Linked DNA regions of Mus musculus: region 2 is linked to region 1. Evidence: chromatin contacts called from public promoter capture Hi-C data. All regions are on one chromosome and are shown on one strand. The core of a region is the stretch at or near the end of the contact, and the rest is flanking DNA. Distances in the headings are between cores, read along the strand shown.

Region 1 (6,173 bases), core at 1,535-4,034:
GCCCCAACAGGTCCCAAGAAGCCAGGTGTTGTCCACCTCTGAAAAGAGGGAAGCACCAGATGGGAGAAAGGCCAACCCTCTCAGAGGAGCCTTCAGTTCCAATGACGGCTGCCCTGAATGATGAAAGCTGAGAGGGCTTCCTGGTGGAAGACCTTCAAAACACTTTTATTTGTTCCTTAGAGCCTGAGTAGAAATGTCCTGTGGGGTGCATCATCGAACAAGAAAAGGACTGACAGCTGATAAAATAGTCTCTGTTTTCCAAGAGCTGGTCTTATTTACAGAGTTAAAAATATTCACAGGTCAGAGTAAAAGGAGGCCCAGAGGGGAGGGGAACGTTTCTCTAGGTATAAAAACCCTAGCAAGCCCCATGGAGGCAGGGACAGTGGGCATGGGAGCTACTGGACAGACTGAGGCCATGGGACAGGGCTGACTGTGGCCAGGGAAGTTAAGGGCAAAACGCTTCTCCAGCCAGCAGGGTTGGGCCTGGCTCTTGGCCTGCAGGCTCCATCATGGCTTTGATCCTGGCAGGTGCTCCAGGAATTGCATAGTGTTGCAGAAAGTGTGGCTGTCCCCAAGCCCTGGCCCATAGCCACCAGGCACCCGCTTCCTGCAATGCATGGCTCACATGTCAGGGTTATCAGGACGCTGATCATTAGGGCTGGGAGCTGGGATTGGGAACAAACCAAGAGGAGAAGCAGCAGATCTGAGCCCCCACAAAGGGTTGCCCTAGGAAAGCCTCAATGTGGCATAGAAAATGTTAACTTTATTTGGTCTGGAAGCTTTGCCCTCTGCCATAGTCAGTAGCTCATGACTCCTTTCTAAATAAAATTGTCCAGAACACTGGTGTTGACTCCAAATGTCCCAAACCAAAAGATCTCTTACATCTTTAATAAGCTTTTGCCAGGCAACCCAAAGAACTTAGAAGGAGAGGGATCTCCGAGCTTCGCAGCTTAGAGGAGGTGCAGGATAGGATGTGAGGCCCTAACCCTGGAAGCGGATCCTACCGGTCAACCCCACCTTGAGGCTTAAGCAGCGTAAAGTTCAATCCCACCTTGAGGTGTAGAGGGGACTAGTTAGGATACAAGGCAAGATGGATCCCCTCTGCAGGAGACCGATTGATTTTGTTTTTCGGATAAGGCTAGCCTGGACCTTACTATGTAGCCGAGGCTAGCCTTGACTCTAGTTGCTCAGCTTCCATTTCCCATGGGCTTAGGTTATAGCACATACCACTACACCCAGCTTGACGTTGGTTTGATTTTTTTTTTCAGATAGAATACTATAGTCATGGGTGGGTTTTTTTGTTTTTGTTTTTGTTTGTTTGTTTGTTGGTTTGTTTGTTGGTTGGTTGGTTTGGTTGGTTTTTCGTTTTGTCTTGTTGCAGTTAACCTGATGTGCTGTTTGTCCATTTTCTCCCTTAATTTGCAGTGGCTTTACCTTTTCTTTTAACAACTTCATGGTGGAGAAAAGTCCTAGATTTGGTGCTAATTCTAGGGCTGGATACAATGACCTAATATGTGCTTTACTGCTCAGACAGTTTTGAGTCCTGAGTAACAACGTGCCACATTGGCCTGACATGTCCAAGGTGTTCTGTTCAATGTCCTAACCCTGCTTTTAAAAACCTAAATAAAGCCGGGCATGGTTGGCGCACGCCTTTAATCCCAGCACTCGAGAGGCAGGGGCAGGCGGATTTCTGAGTTCAAGGCCAGCCTGGTCTACAGAGTGAGTTCCAGGACAGCCAGGGCTACACAGAGAAACCGTGTCTCGAAAAACAAAACAAAATAAAACAAAAAACCAATAAACATAAATTGGACTATTAACAAGACCATGTGTCTGAACAGCTGCCAGCACTTGCCCAATGTTTTTCAAAGGTCATGTCATGGTGCGGGGTAGGGGGCGGCGGCAATGAAGTGTTTTTTAAATAATTATTTTTCTTGAATGACTATTTCCTGGCACATGTTTTTCAAAGATTTAGCACATCAAAGTTCTAATGAAGTGAAACCTCTATCATGTCCTTTCTGTACATTCAAGGCTCGTCCTACTAGCAATGCTTAAAGTACTTCTAGCTCTCGGTGTCCAAGCCAAACATCCATGGTCTCTTCTGGAACTTTCCTTTTGTCCACAGCTTCCCACTGTTCTACTCAATCCTTAGTGCCCGGCAAGATAAATAGTCCAACATCCCCATAGCTCCATGTTCATATATCAGTGAAGAAAGTTCTGAAACTCAAGTCTGTCTTTAGTATTGTGATGTAAACAACAAGTCTATTGACAAATATTTATTTTCTCTGGGGGCGGGCTGAGGGGTGTGATTAACTAGACTGATATCAAGTAGTGCAGACTGGCCTTACACTCTAGTTAAGAATGACCTTGAACTCTGGAGGGATTGCAGCTATGCGCCAGCACACTGCTCGCTTGGGCTTTTCCTTGTTCTACAGCAAAAGCTTAACGCACTGTCCCTTCAAAGTGAGTTTTAAACACAGTAGCCTTAAATAAAACTTATTTGATTTACTAATAGTGGTAACTTCCTCATCTCCCAACTGTATATTTGTGCATACATAGATACATAGGGGACCTTTCCAGAAAGTAGAATCAATCCGCAGCTCCTCGAAACAATGGACACTTTCGGAGCTGAGCTGCTTTGGTCAGTCTACCTTCACACTTGCACGTCCTGGCTCTGTTACGGACGCAGACCGGGTCGGCAGTCACCAGACACCACGCCGGAGCATGCGTGGACGGCAGCGCGCAGGCGCGGGACGGCTCGCGCAGGCGCGGTGCGCGGTTGTCGCGGTGAGCCGGTTGACCCGAGTTCCGGCATGTCGGACCGGCGTCCTGGGGCGGCTTCCCGGTTGCCCGCGCGCCATGGAATGCCTGCGCTGCCTGCCCGGGCTGCTGCCCCGCGCCGCGCAGCCCCGGAGGGCCCTGTGGACGGCGGTCGCGCGCCTGAGCCTCGCTGCCTGCGGCGGCCGCGCGACCCCTTTGCGCTCCCGGAGCCCGAAAGCGTCGAGCACAGCCCGCGCTGCAGGTACGCGCGTCCCGCGGGGCCCCGGCGGCCTCTGTCCCGCCTGCCCTTGGCCCCGCCATCCTCACCGCCGCTCGGCCTTGCCGGGCTCACCCGGCCCTCAGTGCTCCGGCCAGCACTGCGAGGACTTGATTGCGGTTTCTTGCTTATTGGGACAGGGTCTCCTTGTGTTGCCCAGGCTGGCCGCCAATTGACAGCAGTCCGGTCTCATCCTTCTGAATGAAGCCGTTAGAAGCGTTAACCGCCTCATTGGCTACTTTCGTTTGTTTTGTTATTGTTTTAAAATTAGCATTTAAACGGCCTTCTCTGAGTTTGTATGTGGAGGTCAGATGACAGCTTGCTCGAATCAGTTGTCTTAACGCAGGGCTTGGCGGCATGCATTTTGCTGGCCATCTGCTCAGCCCAAAGTAAAGGGTTTATGACAGCACTTTTATACATACTTTTTCCTGAAACCCCCTCATCCTACTGGCCCTTTTACTTCCTTATGCTCCCTTCTATTTTCGTGTCCCAGAATTCTGTTAGGTGGGAGTTTTGTTTGTTTCGAGTCGTGGTCTCACAGTAATCCAAGCTGGCTTGAAACTCTGCTGTGGAGCCCAGACCAAAGTCGATGTTGGGCAGCAGGAAGCTACAATTAGCAAGGTTGGGGTGTTATTAATTCTGTTTATTATGTTACTTTCTTCTGGGCACATTGATACAGTTACATAGTTGCCTTGGAATAAAGTAGGGAATTCCTAGAACTGAGTTTGAATGTGAAGCCAGTGATGAGCATTAATTAACCCTTGGCGAAGTCTACTCTGCAAGTAGCCAGCCAAGGGAGCAAAAAACGCTGGGGGAAGACAGAGGAGTCTTTCTTTGCTGATGCTTTGGTGAAACCTGAGGACAGCGTTTTCCACAAATGTGACTGCACAGAAACAGTCCTGACAAGAGTGGTTTGGGCTACTACTCTTTTTTGAATTGTACTTAAATTTTTCCCATAATGAGCTGCTGTCAGTCAACACCCCCTTCCCCACACCCAGGTCTTTTGCCACAAGCTTTTTTCCTCCCTTGATAATACTTGGGAACCAAGTGGTCTGTAAGACCCAGGAACTTAACTTGTGACTCTTGTCCCTAGAGCTTACATGGTAGAAGGAGAGAATAGACTTCTGACTTCCACAGTACTCAAACACACCCAATAAACAAATGTAAGTGTTATTTTATTACTTTTGTACAGTGCTTTGGACAAAGCCCAGGGCCTTGTGCATTTTAGACAGGCACTGGTTGCCCCAGCCCCAACTGACCTTTCTAATCACAGAGCAAGGACAGACAGACCTCAGTTAACAAGTTGTATGAGTTTAGTACATGGAAGTGGTGGGTAAGAAGATGGATAGAATGATTAGCTGGAAGCCTAACCAAACAAGTGTCTTCTTAAGGCTCCATGGACTATTAGAGCTACAGTTTCCCCTCCAAGAAAATGGGTTAGCACGGGCCATTCATTCTCTCCTTTGTTCTCAGGTGATGTGCTCCGGTTTAGAACCTCGGATGCCTCTCAAGCCACTTTAGCCAGCGTGGCCCAGGTGTTTGCTGTGGTGAGTACGCAGCGTCCAATCACTTGCCAGTTCACAGGGTTGGAGTCAGAGGAGGTATTTGCCTCTGTGCTGTGTTTGGCCAGTGACCCAAGCTCCTGAGAGATTGGTCTAGAGGAAGTCTTGAAGCTTTGCTGATGACTGGGGTTCTGGCTATACGGAACAGGCTCTTCCAATGACAGCTCAGACGTTTTCCCCTTGTCGATAAAATTAAGGTGTTTTTGTAGTACGTGTTAAAGGCTTCCACCAGAAGCATGTTTCTTTTCTTTTCTTTTTTTTCAGGGGGCTGGGGAGAAGGGGTTGGAGGCTGGGGAGAAGGGGTTGGAGGGAGAACAAGTCTAATGTAACTTAGCTCACTTCAGACTTGCTATGTGGTCTAGGGTGATCTTGAACTTGTCCGCCTGGCTCTGCCCTCTCAAGTTGTAGTGTAGCAGGTGTGTGCCACTATCCCATGATTTAATGCGCCACCACACCTACTTTATGCAGCCTGGTTATTGATCCTGGGGCCTTTTGTGTGCCAGACAAGCACTCTGCCAACTGAGCCACAGCCCCAAAGCCTCCTTAGTGAACACTTCATATTTTATCTGAGTCTGTTTAGAATCCCCTGGAAGAGGTGTGCATGCCCGGGAAGGGTGGCTATGATCTCTAAAACTGTGAACTGATTCTCAGGGACCTGGGTGAATTAATGCACACCTCCTGTGCTCTGCATGTGCATTTATGAAATTAGGCCCTTGGTGACAAAGTGTTAGCCATAAATAACCTAAGTAAAATTGTAAATTGTTTTTGCAGCTCGTTTTGTAAGCTTTTATGGTTTCCAAAAGTTTTAAACCTGAGCCAGACTTCTTAAGTTTAAACTCAGTGTGCTCTCTTTCCGTAGGGGGACGTAAGACAAGTTATTGTGACGACTTGTGCCTTGGTTTTTTTCATTAATAACTAGGAATTATTGCCTTAGGTAATTATGAGGATTAGAGTACCAAACTGAAATAGCATCACTGTATGTTACTATGCTCGTTTGTGAACATGACTTAGGGGCTGAGGAGATGGCTAAGCACCTGCTGCTCTTCCAGGAGACATGACTTTCACTCTCGGCACCCACACCTGCTGGCTCACAGCCACATTAGCGCAGCTCCAGGGGTCTGATACCTTCTTCTGTGTCCTAGAACATATATAAATATAAGCACAAACACGCTCATAGAAACGAAAACAAAAAAGTTAAACCACCTACTTTTTACTGAAAATGAAAACTCTCAAAACCCCGAGAATGGTGCCTCAGATACAGTGACCATCCAGCGTGTTGTTCTTTACAGATCATCTGGGTTTGGCTATTATTAGCTTCATGCAGACCTTTAAGGCATGGTTTTACTGTATAAGCCTCCTTGCCTGGCCTAGAGTACTCAGGATCCTCCTGCCTCTGCTTCTCAAGTGCTAGGAGTGAAGGTACATTCCACTGTGCCCAGCTAAAGAACTTGCGTTGGCTTCCCCCCCCCCCCCCCCACTTCTCTTCTTTCCTTTCTCTGTATAGCCCAGACTGGCCTGGAACACAGCGTAGGCCTGTTTTTGCTTCCTGAGTGCGGGGATTAAAGGCATATGCCAGC
Region 2 (6,173 bases), core at 1,927-4,426, 5.5 Mb before region 1:
TGTAACTCTACTTCCAGGGATCTCACACCCTTTTCTGGTCTCCACAGGTACCAGACATGCATGTGGCCACAACAACATACAGACATGCACACAAAATGCAGACAAACTATCCATGCACACAAAATAAAATTTAGAGCATTAGAAAATAAAATTTAAACATTGATAGCGAGTTCAAATTCAAACACACAACAAGGACAAAGCAGCATCCATGCAGGGAGGACTGGATTTGACCCTCCAAGGGCCAATTATGTCCACTGCTAAAAAGTGGCATTTCACTTACCTTCAGGCGGAAGCATCACTCTGCAGTAGATTTCTGCACCACCCCCCACCCCCCACCCCCGCTAAACCTGCTCCTGAGCTACATGCCTTCCTCCTCCCAGCTGAAAACCCACTGCATAGGCACCAGCACCACGGGATTCAGAGGAAGTGGCTTGGGGAAAATGATGGCTCCCATTTCCCAGGACACAGCAATGAGCATGTGATCTGCTGTAGTAGAGACAGTAGGATGTGATGAACATTTTTAATGCAGCTTTGGGTTGGAGTATGGGCTTCCCACTGATGGTAGCTGGTGGAGCCATCTTACAATCCCAGCTCCCTTGAGAATCAGGTACATAGACCTTCTTGGAGCCTAATTGCACTTTGGTCTGGGTCCTGGTCCAACTTAGACCGGTGATAAAATTCCGTGGGCTTTAGTTTATTTAGATTTCTGTTTCCTTGAATAAGAAAATAAGTTATCAGACTGAAAGTGTCTTCTTTTCAAAAAGGAAAAACAAAGGCAGACAGACAGACAATAGGCAGCTTCTTCAGCATGAGTGATTTGCACTCTACAAAATCTGTCTTAATATTTAATCCCAAAGCAACATCACTAGGAGGTCAGGGTTTGAGGAGTTGACTGAGGGAACCTGTTCCCTTGTGTTGCTTCATCTTCTACCATGTATGGACACAGTATCCTTCCTACAGAGAACACAGCAATAGGACACCTTCTTTGAAGAAGGGAGTTGTACTGGTCAGCCAACTCTCCCTACTGGTGGTCCCTTCATCGTGGACTTCCAGTTTCCAGATCTATAAGAAGCTTTTTTTTTTTTTTTGATTCTTTGAAAATTATCCAGTCTCAAGAAATTTTAAAGAAAATGGCTGGTGAGATGGTTCAGCAGGTAAAGGTGGATGGTCTATCTGAGGTCTATCCTCAAGACCTGTGAGATAGGAGAGGACCGACTCCCACAAGGTGTCCCCTGACCTCCAAATGTACAGGATGGGACACTTGTGCCATGGTGTGTAGAGGACACAAATGCAAACACATATAAGTAACTAACTAGTCTTAGAAATTTAGTGATAGCAGCACAACCAAGATAGCAACAGTAGGAAAGGAACTTAGCAGGTTTCTGTTAGTTTTGAAAAGCAGGTGAACTGAACCCAAGTCAGAGGTCTGAAGCCCAAAGCTTGAAAACGTTTCAGTAAGATGCAATGGGCCATCCTGGCTCTTGTAGGAGAACTGGCCTCTGACATCCTCAAAAACTGATGACGAACAGACCTATGCCTGGCCCTGGCTCGTCCTTGTTGGGTGGTTTCTCAGCTGAGGCTGTCTGTCCAGGGCCAGCTCAGATGTATATGGTGTCATATGCATCTGGAAAGCTCCATGGTCCATCTCTTGTCAAGCACTGGCACCACCAGCAGCAGTTGGCATCTAGCTGGGGATTTGGTTCCATCATGAGACAGAGCCACAGGCAGGGGCAGTTTGGGGTGAAGACTTCCATCTGGAGATTCAGCTGAGAGAGAAAAGGTTAGATTGATCTCTGCCATGGTGGATATTCACTCCTGGTTCCTTAGGTGAGATCTACATGGAGTGCATGCTTCTCTGGGGTTATCCCAGGTCCTGTCCCTGTTCAGAACATAACTGAATGAAGTGACAGTGACAAGAAAGGACCCAGACTAGGCAGCAAGTATCCTCCCTGGCTAAGGACACCTGCAATCATTCCTCTGTGAGGGCCCGGATCTCCTGGGTGTTGTTTTACATTGCTGCTATAACAAACATAGTGTCTTAAAACAACACAACTACATTGTTTTACAATTCCAAAGGTTTAGAAACCAGCCAAGGTCCTAGAGTCCATGTATTATACAAGCATCATATCACAATCATGCCAGAGTGTGCAGTGCTTAAATTCTTAGTTTTTTTTTTTTACTGTTTTTTCTTTTTAAACCCTAAAAGAATAAACGAAGTATTTGGTATAGAGAAAGTTGTATGGATGAGAACTTCATTCTTTGAAAGTGAATGCCATCTCTAAACTCAATTGTCTGTGTGAACTTGAAATCAAGGTTTGTTCTACTTGGAAAAGTGGAGATTTTCAAGTGTAAGAGGGATTAACGTTTATTAGCACCTCACAGAGACTTTGTTAGTGGTGTAGTCAGAACTGAAAGAGAAGTTAGAAAGTTGGCAGTTTTCTCACTATGTGAAGGAGAGTAAGAGTCCCTCCCTTTTGTACTGCTGAACATCACTTGGGAAACCCCACTTGTTCAGAAACAAACAAACAAACAAACAAACAAAAACCCCTCAGGGGTCTACAATACTCCACTGCTTCCTGGCAATCTATGCAGAGCAAAGGGTCTAAGGACCAGGTCCTTCACTGGTAAAATGCTGGTATCAATAGTGTTATTTCATCAAGATCATAATTACAAATGAACAACGAAGGAAACTACCAAATCAAAAGCGTAGTAGATCATGAATAATCGTAAGCCACCGTTTTGTTTTGTTTTGTTTTGTTTTGTTTTTGTCAAACCTTGCATATAGGTTTCTGGCTCTTTTGTTGTAAGAAGATCAAAATCGTCTTGGCAAAAGACAAAAAGCGGTTGGTATTTATTCTAGGTGATAGGCGTTAGGAAGTAGTAGTAGCCTGTTGTTTTTTTTTTTCTCATGCCTCGGTCGTCCCCGATTTAAGGTTTTGCCCTAAATGAAGGATCTCAATCACGACCACAAGAAATCCCTCCCGACTTCGGTTTTCCTGGGGCAGGGCGACCGAGTCAGACACCAGAGTGTCTCCAGGCCCTGCCCTTTCCTGCCCGGGCCCCAACCTGCGCCCGAAGCCACGCCCCCAACGCGGCGTCCCTCCCGATTCGCTCAACCTTGCGAAACGCCCTTTCCGGCGTCGCGCTGACGTCACAAACCCTGCGCCTCCCGCTCCTCTTCGGGCCGTCGTTCGAACGAAAGGTCGTCCCTGTGACCGACGAGGTGGTTTGAGCAGCTGTCGCCATGTTGTCGGTCGCCGCCCGCTCGGGCCCGTTCGCGCCCGTCCTATCGGCCACTTCCCGCGGGGTGGCGGGCGCGCTGCGTCCTCTGCTGCAAGGCGCGGTGCCCGCCGCCTCGGAGCCACCTGTTCTGGATGTGAAGCGACCCTTCCTGTGCCGCGAGTCCCTGAGTGGCCAGGCCGCAGCCCGGCCTTTGGTGGCCACGGTGGGCCTGAACGGTGAGCCGGCTTCGGAGTACCCCGATCTCGTTCCCTGCGGCGGCGGAGGGCGGTGTGCTGGGATGTGGTGGGCCGGCCGCGGCTACCTTGGCAGGCCGAGCGCTCCCCGGAGCAGGCGGGCTCACGGTGACGGGATGCTCCCGTAGCTGCATCCCCCAGGAGTCAGGAGCCGGTCTGCACGTCAGTCTGGGTTCCCTCCTCAGGCTTCACTTGACTTTCTTGATTAAGATCGGCCTCCCTGTATCATGGCTAAGATACTGTTAGTTACAGGAATTTGACCTTGGGCAAGTTTCCTCGATGTTACCACAACTTTGTAGGGGTGTTGTGAGTCTTACACTAGAGAATTCTATGTAAAGCCATTGGTACGGTTTAGACGATAAGTGTTCAAAATAGAAATTGAAACAACCATGTAGGAAGTTGTCAGTGTACTGGTACAGTCGCTTTTCAGCATCTTAACTCCCTAGCAGCCCCATCCCTATAGACACAAAACCAGCCCTGTCAGTTCCACTGTAGGGGATCAGCAGTGGTTTCAGATACCAGGCTCTACGGCTTTCATAATCTTACTTAGTCGTGAAGGCGAGGCAGTCAGAAATGATACTTTTTTTTTTTTTTAATACAGAAAACAGAGGTGAAGTGACCCACACAGTGGGAATCTATGCAGTGCGGTCTCTTCCTAGTTTATCTAAGTCTGCTTCACATTCCCTTGTGACTTAAAAATCTAGAAAGCTTTCTGGTGTCTCCTGAAATGTGGGAAGCTGCACTGGGCTCGTTTGGTTTCTGCTCCGATAGTTGACTGACTCTTCACTTTTTCAAGTAGATTAAACCTTGATTTCAAGTTCACAGGGACCATTGAGTTTAGAAATATCATTCACTTTAAAAGAATGAAGATCGCATCCATATAGCTTTCTCCTCTATACCAAGCAAAGTAACATACTATGATTGTTCAGTGTATTACCTACTTGGCACTGCTTGGGGTTGAGTTTATGACCTTTCTACATGTCAACCAAATTGCCTTCTTAGACAGCTTTTCACTCTGCATTCATTCTAATCCTGCCTCTCTGTCTGTCTGTCCTGCCTCTCTTTGAGGCAGGGTCTCACTATGTATCCTAGGCTGTCCTCAGACTCAAGGTCTTCCTGACTGTCTTCCCAGAGCCACCATGGTTAGCTTTTCCTGCAGATTTTTAATGATCCCCACTGGGTTTGCTGTTTATCTCTATTTTAGCCATTAACCTTAATGTCAGGTCAGATTACAAAGTTTACTTTTGCTGATATCTTGATGTCATTATAGCATGTTGACACTCTCCTCTCTATTGTTGAGACTTCTGGCCTTGGTTTAAAGCGGTAGAATAATAGCTCCTTAGTTTTTGTCTCCCATTATCAGGTTTTGTATACATTTGAGTCAAGATCTTTTTTCAGGGTAAATGTGAAGGGGCACTATTGGGTCTTTGAAAAACTTTTCAGGACAGAAGTGTAATAACTTACCTTGTTCTGAGTCTGTTTGGGTTAGGGGATCAGTAGGTAAGAAGTGAGGAAGAGAAAATTGCAGAGGTGAAAGCGTTACTTCAGTTTGTCAGATAGCCGAAAGGTTTCTGATAAAAATTGGTGGTGTGCCTGCTTCATGAAAGCATTTTCCAAACCAGACAATGTAGAAACAAAGCCAAAACCTTTCCTGAAATCATACTTTACATCGTAGCTTAATTGCCCGTTAAAATCCATCTGGGTGACTATGGAAAGATAGGTAGTGACAGAATGGGTGGATTCAGATTGAGAGTGTGTGGAGGAAAATGTCTGCATATGGGAAAATCTCTTTCATGCAGATTTCTAGGTACCTTGGCTTTACAACTACGAAAAGTTTACCTGCCTTAGATTTCCTCTATTTTGAGGTGATATTTCAATAACTGATCATGTATCATGTTGGAATTAAATTAAGCACCTATGCTTAATACAACTTGTGCAAATTATATAGGAAATGACTTTTGAAACAATTTCCTAAAGGTCCCTTGATTGATAATGGTGATGTGTAACTTGCTGTACAGAGAACAGTTGATAACTGGATTTTTTTGTCACCAAAACTCTTGCAAATGAGTCATTCTGTGTAGTGTTTTTAGTTACCTTGTATTGTTAGGAGGTGGTGGTTGTGGCTGCTGTTGAGTGTAAAACTCTGAACTTGGCTCCTTTCTGTTTTAGGTATGCAACATTTTTTTTTTTTTTTTTTAAGAGTGATTCCAGGCATTGTCCTGGAGGAGTAATTCTTACTTGATTCCAAATGCCAGTTAACACCATCACATTGATATTAGGTAGGGTAATACATAGTTCATGTGATGTGAGTCCGAAAAGTCCAAATTGTGACTCTTAGGTTGTCACTACACATCTTGGTTCCTCCCCCAAAATGATAGGGTTATCAGAAATGTAATTTTGATAGTTTTCATTCTTGTTTGAATTTGTGACTTCCATAAAGTTACTCACTTTGAACTCATGTAAAAAGTAGGTGAAATATTAATATTTGGGTATTGAGGTCTCTTAGGATGAGACCTTTAAAGACCAAGATAGTAATGCCACGTTCAGTGGCATTGTATGTTATGAGTAGATCTTTGTTTTGAAAACTTTTTTCCTGAAAATAAAAGTTTTTTCTTTTTTTCCTTTTTTCTTTCTTTCTTTCTTTCTTTTTTTTTTTTTTTTTTTTTTTGAGACAGGGTTTCTCTGTGTAGCCCTGGC

Evidence for each region. Promoter capture Hi-C pulls out the DNA fragments that hold promoters and counts their contacts.
Region 2: a contact with region 1 is called in a promoter capture Hi-C map of pre-B cells. The contact joins the promoter of Uqcrfs1 here to the promoter of Mrs2 in region 1. A contact is called at or near these places in 3 of 39 promoter capture datasets (cranial neural crest, pre-B cells and second pharyngeal arch cranial neural crest) and 1 of 115 datasets of contacts at active chromatin or transcription factors (astrocytes).

The regions. Positions count from the first base shown.
Region 1 is chr13:25,016,928-25,023,100 of GRCm38.p6, reverse strand. It overlaps Mrs2 (MRS2 magnesium transporter), which reads left to right and starts at 2,784. Exons shown (of 11, transcript NM_001013389.2): 1 at 2,784-3,019; 2 at 4,508-4,581. The coding sequence starts at 2,857.
Region 2 is chr13:30,542,319-30,548,491 of GRCm38.p6, reverse strand. It overlaps Uqcrfs1 (ubiquinol-cytochrome c reductase, Rieske iron-sulfur polypeptide 1), which reads left to right and starts at 3,176. Exons shown (of 2, transcript NM_025710.2): 1 at 3,176-3,458. The coding sequence starts at 3,245.